2 separate regions of the Rattus norvegicus genome follow, and region 2 is linked to region 1. Evidence: chromatin contacts called from public Hi-C data. All regions are on one chromosome and are shown on one strand. Each heading gives the region's core, a stretch centred on a gene start, on an enhancer-like site or on the middle of the called end of the contact. The rest is flanking DNA. Distances are from core to core; before and after follow the strand shown. Region 1 holds the start of Tspan13 (tetraspanin 13). Region 2 overlaps Bzw2 (basic leucine zipper and W2 domains 2).

Region 1 (3,416 bases), core at 369-2,868:
GTTTGGAGTGGAGGGTCGTTTCCCATACTAATTTTTAAAAAATGTTTCTGGGGATATATGCAAGATTGAGAAGGATTACAAAAAACATAAAATCCATGAGTGTTTGTATGGTGAGATTTAAAGAAGTATGAAGAGGTTGGGGTATTTGAAGAGAATGTATTTAAGTAACTTGTTTAAGTCAAATTTTTTTTTGACACATACATTCACCTAACCATGTGAAGTTTTTAGGCTCAAAATGGACAGTGAATTTGAAAATCTTTCTTTTTAAAAGATCTAGTTTAGTATTTTATGAGTGTTTTGCCTTCATGTATACGTGTGTACCATGTACAAGCCTGATGTCCACTGAGGTCAGAGGAGGGCACTGGATCCCCTCGGACTGGAGTTACAGACATCGTGAGTGCCATTTGGGTGCTGGGGTCCTCTGCAAGAGCAGTAAGTGCCCTTAACAGCTGAGCCAACATTTCAGGTCCTTAAAAAGCTCTTTATAAAATCTATTGGTAGGGGGTTGGGGATTTAGCTCAGTGGTAGAGCGCTTGCCTAGCAAGCGCAAGGCCCTGGGTTCGGTCCCCAGCTCCGAAAAAAAGAAAAAAGAAAAAAAAATCTATTGGTAGAATTTTTATTGGTAGAAAATACTATGAAATAACGAAGCCTTCTCTACCGGCTTAACAGTTGGAACACAGTAGGGAGTGCCTTAAAACACATCAACTGGACTGATCACATCTGATACAAGACTTTATTCTATGCTGGGGGGGTCTATCAAAAACTGCACGATATATTTCTAATATTCTTGTTAGAGGTGAGGAATCAGGATTTAAGATGCAGCAAGTAAAGTAAATAAATTAACAGAGTCTGCTATTGAAAGGCTTCCTAGCTCTTACTCATGCAAAAACCAGCCGCTGAAATTCAGGACCCCACTACAAGAATAAAGGTCCTTGATTTCTTTTGCACATATGCATTCATAAGGTTTATTAGTATTTCTCACTTGATCTTAGCCAAAAGGCCGAGAAGCGATTTTATTAGTATTTCTCAAACCTCTGTAGACTAAGTCCTCTTAATCTGAAATCTGTCACAATCACTGGTTACATTTCTTACCTATGTTGAGAGAAACGGGTTTTTATTTGCTCTTTTTAGTCTTTCACTTCTGTTTTTCCTTTCATTGCCTCCACCCTTGTTCTCTATAAATCCTTCTTATCTTCTTTCATTCAAACGAGGCCAGGTGCTTCGATTTGTTTTATCATCTCATTCAAAATGGTGCCACGTCACCCATAGGGCAAGAATGGAGAGAGGTGTTGTCATTTCTCCTGCCACCGTGGAGCCCCGCCCTCTGCTGCTCACCTAGGATGGGGGGCGGGGGATGGGGGGAAAGAAATGTCACGGAGGCCTCAGTCTCTGGAGCCGGAGGCTCCGCTCCCTCTTGACAGGCTAGGACCCCTCCTCCTCCTCCTCCGCAGAGGTCCCCGCCTCTCCCGGATCGAGGCCTGACGAGCGCATTGATTTGCATATCTCTACCTTTGTTCCCTGGCAGTGGCCAATCAGAGTGCAGGGCGAGACGGGGCGGCGGGGCGGGGCGCTCGATCGGCGGATCTGCTGCGGCCGCAGGTTGCAGAGCGGGTGGGAGCCGCTGCGGGCGCGGCACTGCAGCCCCGAGCCTGAACCCCGAACCGGAGCCCTGAGCCCAACCCCGGCTACAGGCCCAGAAGGCCGGGATCCAGCAGCTACTCGCCCAGCCCTTCGGAGGACGCCTCGACCCGCAGGCGCCCGCTAGCCCACGCGCCACGATGGTGTGCGGGGGCTTCTCGTGCTCCAAGAACTGCCTGTGCGCGCTCAACCTGCTATACACCGTGAGTAGCCCGCGCCCGGTGCCACCTGCGGGGGCTGTCGGCCTCCTCCGGGTTTGAGTATTCGCCTGTGCCCCATCCCGCACCCCTTGCGGGCTTCCCACGCCCCAGCTTCGCCCGCAGCCCCCGCCCGGGACCCCGAGCCTGCTTGTCGCAGTCTCCGCCCGTCCTTCATTGTGGCGCTCGCTCGCCCCTCGCCCTGCTCTCCGCAGCCCCTCACTTTCGGGTCCCTTCCCACTCGCCTAGTCCTCCCCACTCTCTCATCCCTCCCCACGCTCCCATCTCAGTCCCTCCAGCCGCACGCTCTGGGCTGGCCATCCCATCTGGAGAGTGTTCGGAGGCTGGAGAGCAGCCCTGGCTTAGGGGACAGGTTTGCCTGATAGCGTGGCCTGGAATGGACTAGGCGGCCTGTGGATGGCGCGCTTCTGGCTCAGCTCTGAGAGCTGTCGTTTGAATGGAGGCCATCGAGCAGGTTCACAGGATATCCGCGGCTTCCGAAGTTTGTTTCGTGCTTACATAAAGTCTCTTTGTTGATGTTCCTGCCAGTGAAGTCGCAACTTGATGCTTTTCCCATGCTATCTCCCTCCCCACCTTTTTCTAGCTCCATTTTAGGTGAAGTCCTTCAGTATATAATTCTCCACCCAAGTCGTTTTTATTTTTTTTTTTCTCCCTGCTTTAACGTGGAAAGCTCAGTTTGATTTTTTTGAAGCGTAATTGTGACTGGACAGCAGGAAGATGAGGTGATGTTTATTGAAAACCTTCAACACCCCAGCCTTTTCATTTGTCATTTTGTTATTTATCTGTGGCAAGCGGAGTTGTCTAAATTTTATAACGGTAAAGACCAAAAAGAGCTTTACTAAGTTTTCATAGCTGGTGTAGTCTGTGAGTCTGGGCTGGAACCAAGCTGTGGAAATCTAGACATTTCTACAAGCTGTCTACTGCGTGGAAGAAACTTCCTTTTGGTCATCTCATTCCATTGGAGACTTGTTCTCTTCTATAAATACACCTGGTGCTTGCAGCACCCACCCTGAAAACAAACCCAGTTTCCCCTGCATTAGCAGAGCCAGGCCATCTGGGCCAGCTTAGGTTACATCTGTGGACAAGAGAGGCCGCTTGTGGTTGACAAGCAGAGACACCAGGTCACGGGTCATTTTACCTTTTTTTTTTTTTTTTCCTGGTGTTTGTCTGGATACGATGGCAAAGCTTTGAAGGCAAGTCAGAAATAGGCATCGATGGCGTATGTTTTTTTTTTTTTCTGGTTAGTTCTTAGGAATCCAGTCAACATATTCACAAATGGTACACTTGGAAGAAAAATTCTAGAGCACAGGGTGAAACAGCTCCTTGTAATTGAAGATACATGTCAAGTTTCATACTGAAGTTCACCTGTCTGGTGGCAGGCATGCTTACCAGATTGCTATATTGTAAATTCCCATCGGTTCCTGAACTGTTTTCTCTTGTTAACATGAATGGACTGCTTAGAACGTCACATTCTGTTTTGTGCCTGAGTCCCCTCCCCCCTTCAGTGATTCAGTCGTCTGTTTACCTGATTCTCCATCTTTCAGTGTCTGCTTACACCCA
Region 2 (3,416 bases), core at 555-3,054, 75 kb before region 1:
GTTATATTTGGGAGTATTCTAGAAACTGACGTTATTTTGGCTCACACTGCTCATTTTCACCAGGCTGCCATGATTATCAAACGGTTTTGTCAACACGCAGACTTGGCGCTCTGCTGGTAAAATCTCCCACACAGTGATGATTTCCGTTGAACTGTCGATTCTCTACCTGGTGCGAGCATTAACTAGCACTTAGTGTCAAGGCGTGGGCATTTTGCATCACTGGGTATGAATGTGTTGCTTGTTTCTATTTTCATGGCCCCTGGAGTCAAACCCAGGACCGTGTGCATACACAGCAAGAGCCCCACCATTGGGCTATATTCCAGCGTCTTTGAAGAAGAAAACACAAATCCACACAGGGAAAGATCAGTTGGGCCAGCATCTTATGTACCCCATTATAAGAGCTCTGTAAAGGCTACCGGTTTTGGAACCGTGCTTAAGCATGGTTTGCCATGTGTTAGAGAGCAATGACTGTCTACACATCTGGAAAGGCATTGTTTAAGCTGAAAGAAAAAACCACCCTTTCTACATGATAAACTCAAACTTTAGCTGGGGAGTCCTCCTCCTACTCCCAAATCCTTGAGTTTCAGCTGTATCTGCTGTACTCTGAGCCTTACCTGGCTTCTCGAGAGAGTGGGGGCTGGAGAAGCTCAAACTGCTAACTGTCCACCAGGTGGAGGTGTTAGAACAACAGACGCTCTTTCAGCCTGCAGCCTGCAGCAGCTGCAGCCATTTTCTTCAAACTAGAGCTGTGCTTGACTCTCATACGCACAGAGTGAGGTGTGAGCTACAAGGAAAACCACAGTGATGGTTTTAGATGCAGCAGTCCCTGTTCCTAGTCATTCGAGGGTCCCAGGCAGGTCTGAGTCTCGGGTTGCCACTTCTCTCTAAAGGTACCCAGCCAGTCCTCTGTTTCTGAAGTTCAGGAGTAAAGAAAACAGTTATCTTCTCACCATAAGGGAGGGGAATGGATGTATTGCTAATTGCAGAATACACTGGATTGACGTGAATCGAGGAAAGAAAGTGACAGGATTTGGGGTGTGGCTTGTTTGGTACATAGGAGCCTTCAGTTCAATGTCAGTGCCTCATAAACCAGGTATGGTAGCTAATCTCAGCAGCTAGGTGGTGAGGAGAGGAGCAGTAAGTTCAAGGTCACCCTCGTGTATTTATCAAGGTTCCCTGTCTGGAAATTGGGGAGGGGAAGGAGGGAGGTGGTGCCTTTGCGTTCAGGTTCTTTACCTATTGGCTCTTCACTGGGATGGGGCGGGAGAGTCATCTCAAGAGCAGGACTGAAAGGATAAACATCAAGAAGTTTAATTTTAAGCAACAGAAAAATTCACAGAGCTGTTGCTTACTTCGCACCCATGATAAGTCAGCCTGACTCAAATGCCCTACTCTGCTGGACCCAAAGGGTTCCCCCATAGAATGGTTGTCCAGGAAGCTAAGCCTTTCTCTTACTCTATGTCATCTAGCAGCTTCTATACTTCTCATTTATCATTGGAGGATGTGTATTAGGGATGGAGAGGCTGAACCCAGGATTTTCCACCCTGCCCCAGGCCGTGGAGAGGAATAGCCCCAGCATTTATGGTTGCTCAGTTGTTCCTCTCCGACTCTTTTCCATGAAACGTAGGTGGTGCTTTACGTCAAAGAGGAAATGAAAAGGAACGACCTTCCGGAGACAGCTGTGATCGGGCTGCTGTGGACCTGCGTCATGAACGCTGTGGAATGGAACAAGAAGGAGGAGCTGGTTGCTGAGCAGGCTCTTAAGCACCTGAAGGTAACGGGCGTTTGAAGGGAACCAGCTCTGAGGCGGGTCAGCTGCACCTCCTGACGGTGTGGCGGGTAGAGCCAGCGCATCCCTGAAACCCCAAGCACTGAGAAGGTGGCGTCATGCAGATCAGTTCTAGGCCCGTCCTGGCTACGTGAGACCCTGTCACAAATAACGAGAAACGAAAGAGCTAGTGAATGCAGAGCCCATTTCCCCAGAGCCAACCCTGGCTACGTCATTTTCCTTCTCAAATCTGCCGCTGCCTAAAATGTTTAGGCATGAAACATCTCCAGATGGGTTCTCGTTAAAAGACATCGGAAATATACAGTCACCTGTAGCGTCATACGTTAACAAGAAATGTGAGCTAATTATCGACTGTGTTCCATAGGGAAAAATAGAAGCCAGAATCTTTGATTTAAGTAAGCTATGAATAGACATTAGGATTAGAGAAGTAAATTGACTGTGTCGGTTGACTATTTTGAGGTACAGCATGCCCTGGCACTATGGCGAGCAGAAACAGTAGGAGATCTTGCATGGAGAATTCAGTTAGGAAGTCGAGGTCAGAATGTGACCTAAGTGGTCATAGACGACTTTCAGTGTCTCTGAGGTCGGGGGAAGAAACACTGTTCCAGATGGGAACGTCTCTATGAAAGGGAAGTGAGTAGGTCTTAGAAAAAGCTCTCTAGCACTAACGGAAAGTCAAAGATATCTGGGATTCAGGAATAACAGAAAGAGATCCTTCAGGTGGCTTGCAGTGCCTGGGACACAGGGAAGGAGAATCCCACCATCCTCACAGTAGAGCTGGGCTGCACCATAGCCTGTGAGGATGTGATTTCAATTCCACAGTTCCCAATATACACAAAGGGTTGTGTAGTTGCTTGTAATACAGTTGAGGATACAGTGAATAGAGTATACACTGGTATAAAATTCACTCTAATTGGACATAACATAATAACCGCGAAAGGGGCCTCCAAGGCGCTGTTGAGATTCCAAGAGTGTTGGCTCCAGGTCACACACCTTTTCCCTCTGCTCTGTTCTAGCAATACGCTCCCCTGCTGGCCGTGTTCAGTTCCCAAGGCCAGTCAGAGCTTGTCCTCCTGCAGAAGGTTCAGGAATACTGCTATGACAACATCCACTTCATGAAAGCCTTCCAGAAGATCGTGGTTCTCTTTTATAAAGGTACCGTCCGTGCTCCGCCCCTGTGCCTCTGTCATTGTTGAAGCTCTGTGAGAACAGAGGTGCGTAAGGCAGAGGTCACAAGCCTATCCTTAGGGAGGAACACTACAGATGCTAACTGGGGAAGGTTCTGGAGATTGGCCATGTCACAGAAAGAGAAGGCATGGGCTCAGGATGCCCTTCACCAGGAGCCTTGCTAGTTAGACACCTGAACACTTCTTACTGGTCAGAAGCTGCCAGAAGACGGGATGAACTGGTTGCTTCTTGGCTATAGGGAACGAGCGTAATTATATAAGATAATTGAGTCTTCTTCTGAATTGAAACAATTAGCTGTAATAACAGTGATTATCAAAATGCTATATATACTGCCTTCAGACCCATTTAGGTGCCATAAGGCTGACTTGAAAATTATTGCAATAATTAGCCTTTCGCTTGACATTTTAGTTATTTGGCCCAGCCATTCTCCTGTTTTTCT

Evidence for each region. A called contact is a pair of places that touch in the nucleus more often than the background predicts.
Region 2: a Hi-C map of frontal cortex shows a contact between it and region 1, with 2.6 times the contacts expected there. The contact joins the enhancer-like site here to the promoter of Tspan13 in region 1. A contact is called at or near these places in 2 of 12 Hi-C or Micro-C datasets (frontal cortex and prefrontal cortex).

What each region holds. Positions count from the first base shown.
Region 1 is chr6:58,491,006-58,494,421 of GRCr8, reverse strand. Tspan13 (tetraspanin 13) reads left to right here and starts at 1,618. Exons shown (of 6, transcript NM_001013244.1): 1 at 1,618-1,841. The coding sequence starts at 1,779. It overlaps LOC134479367 (a long non-coding RNA gene), which reads right to left and starts at 1,229. Exons shown (of 2, transcript XR_010052637.1): 1 at 1,093-1,229.
Region 2 is chr6:58,566,504-58,569,919 of GRCr8, reverse strand. Bzw2 (basic leucine zipper and W2 domains 2) reads left to right here. Exons shown (of 12, transcript NM_134402.3): 9 at 1,628-1,774; 10 at 2,806-2,944. Among named protein-coding and RNA genes, the nearest start is that of Bzw2, 48 kb to the left of the region's middle. Within about 2 kb of position 1,804, at least 6 of the 93 cell types and tissues checked have an H3K27ac peak or open chromatin away from gene starts, as enhancers often do.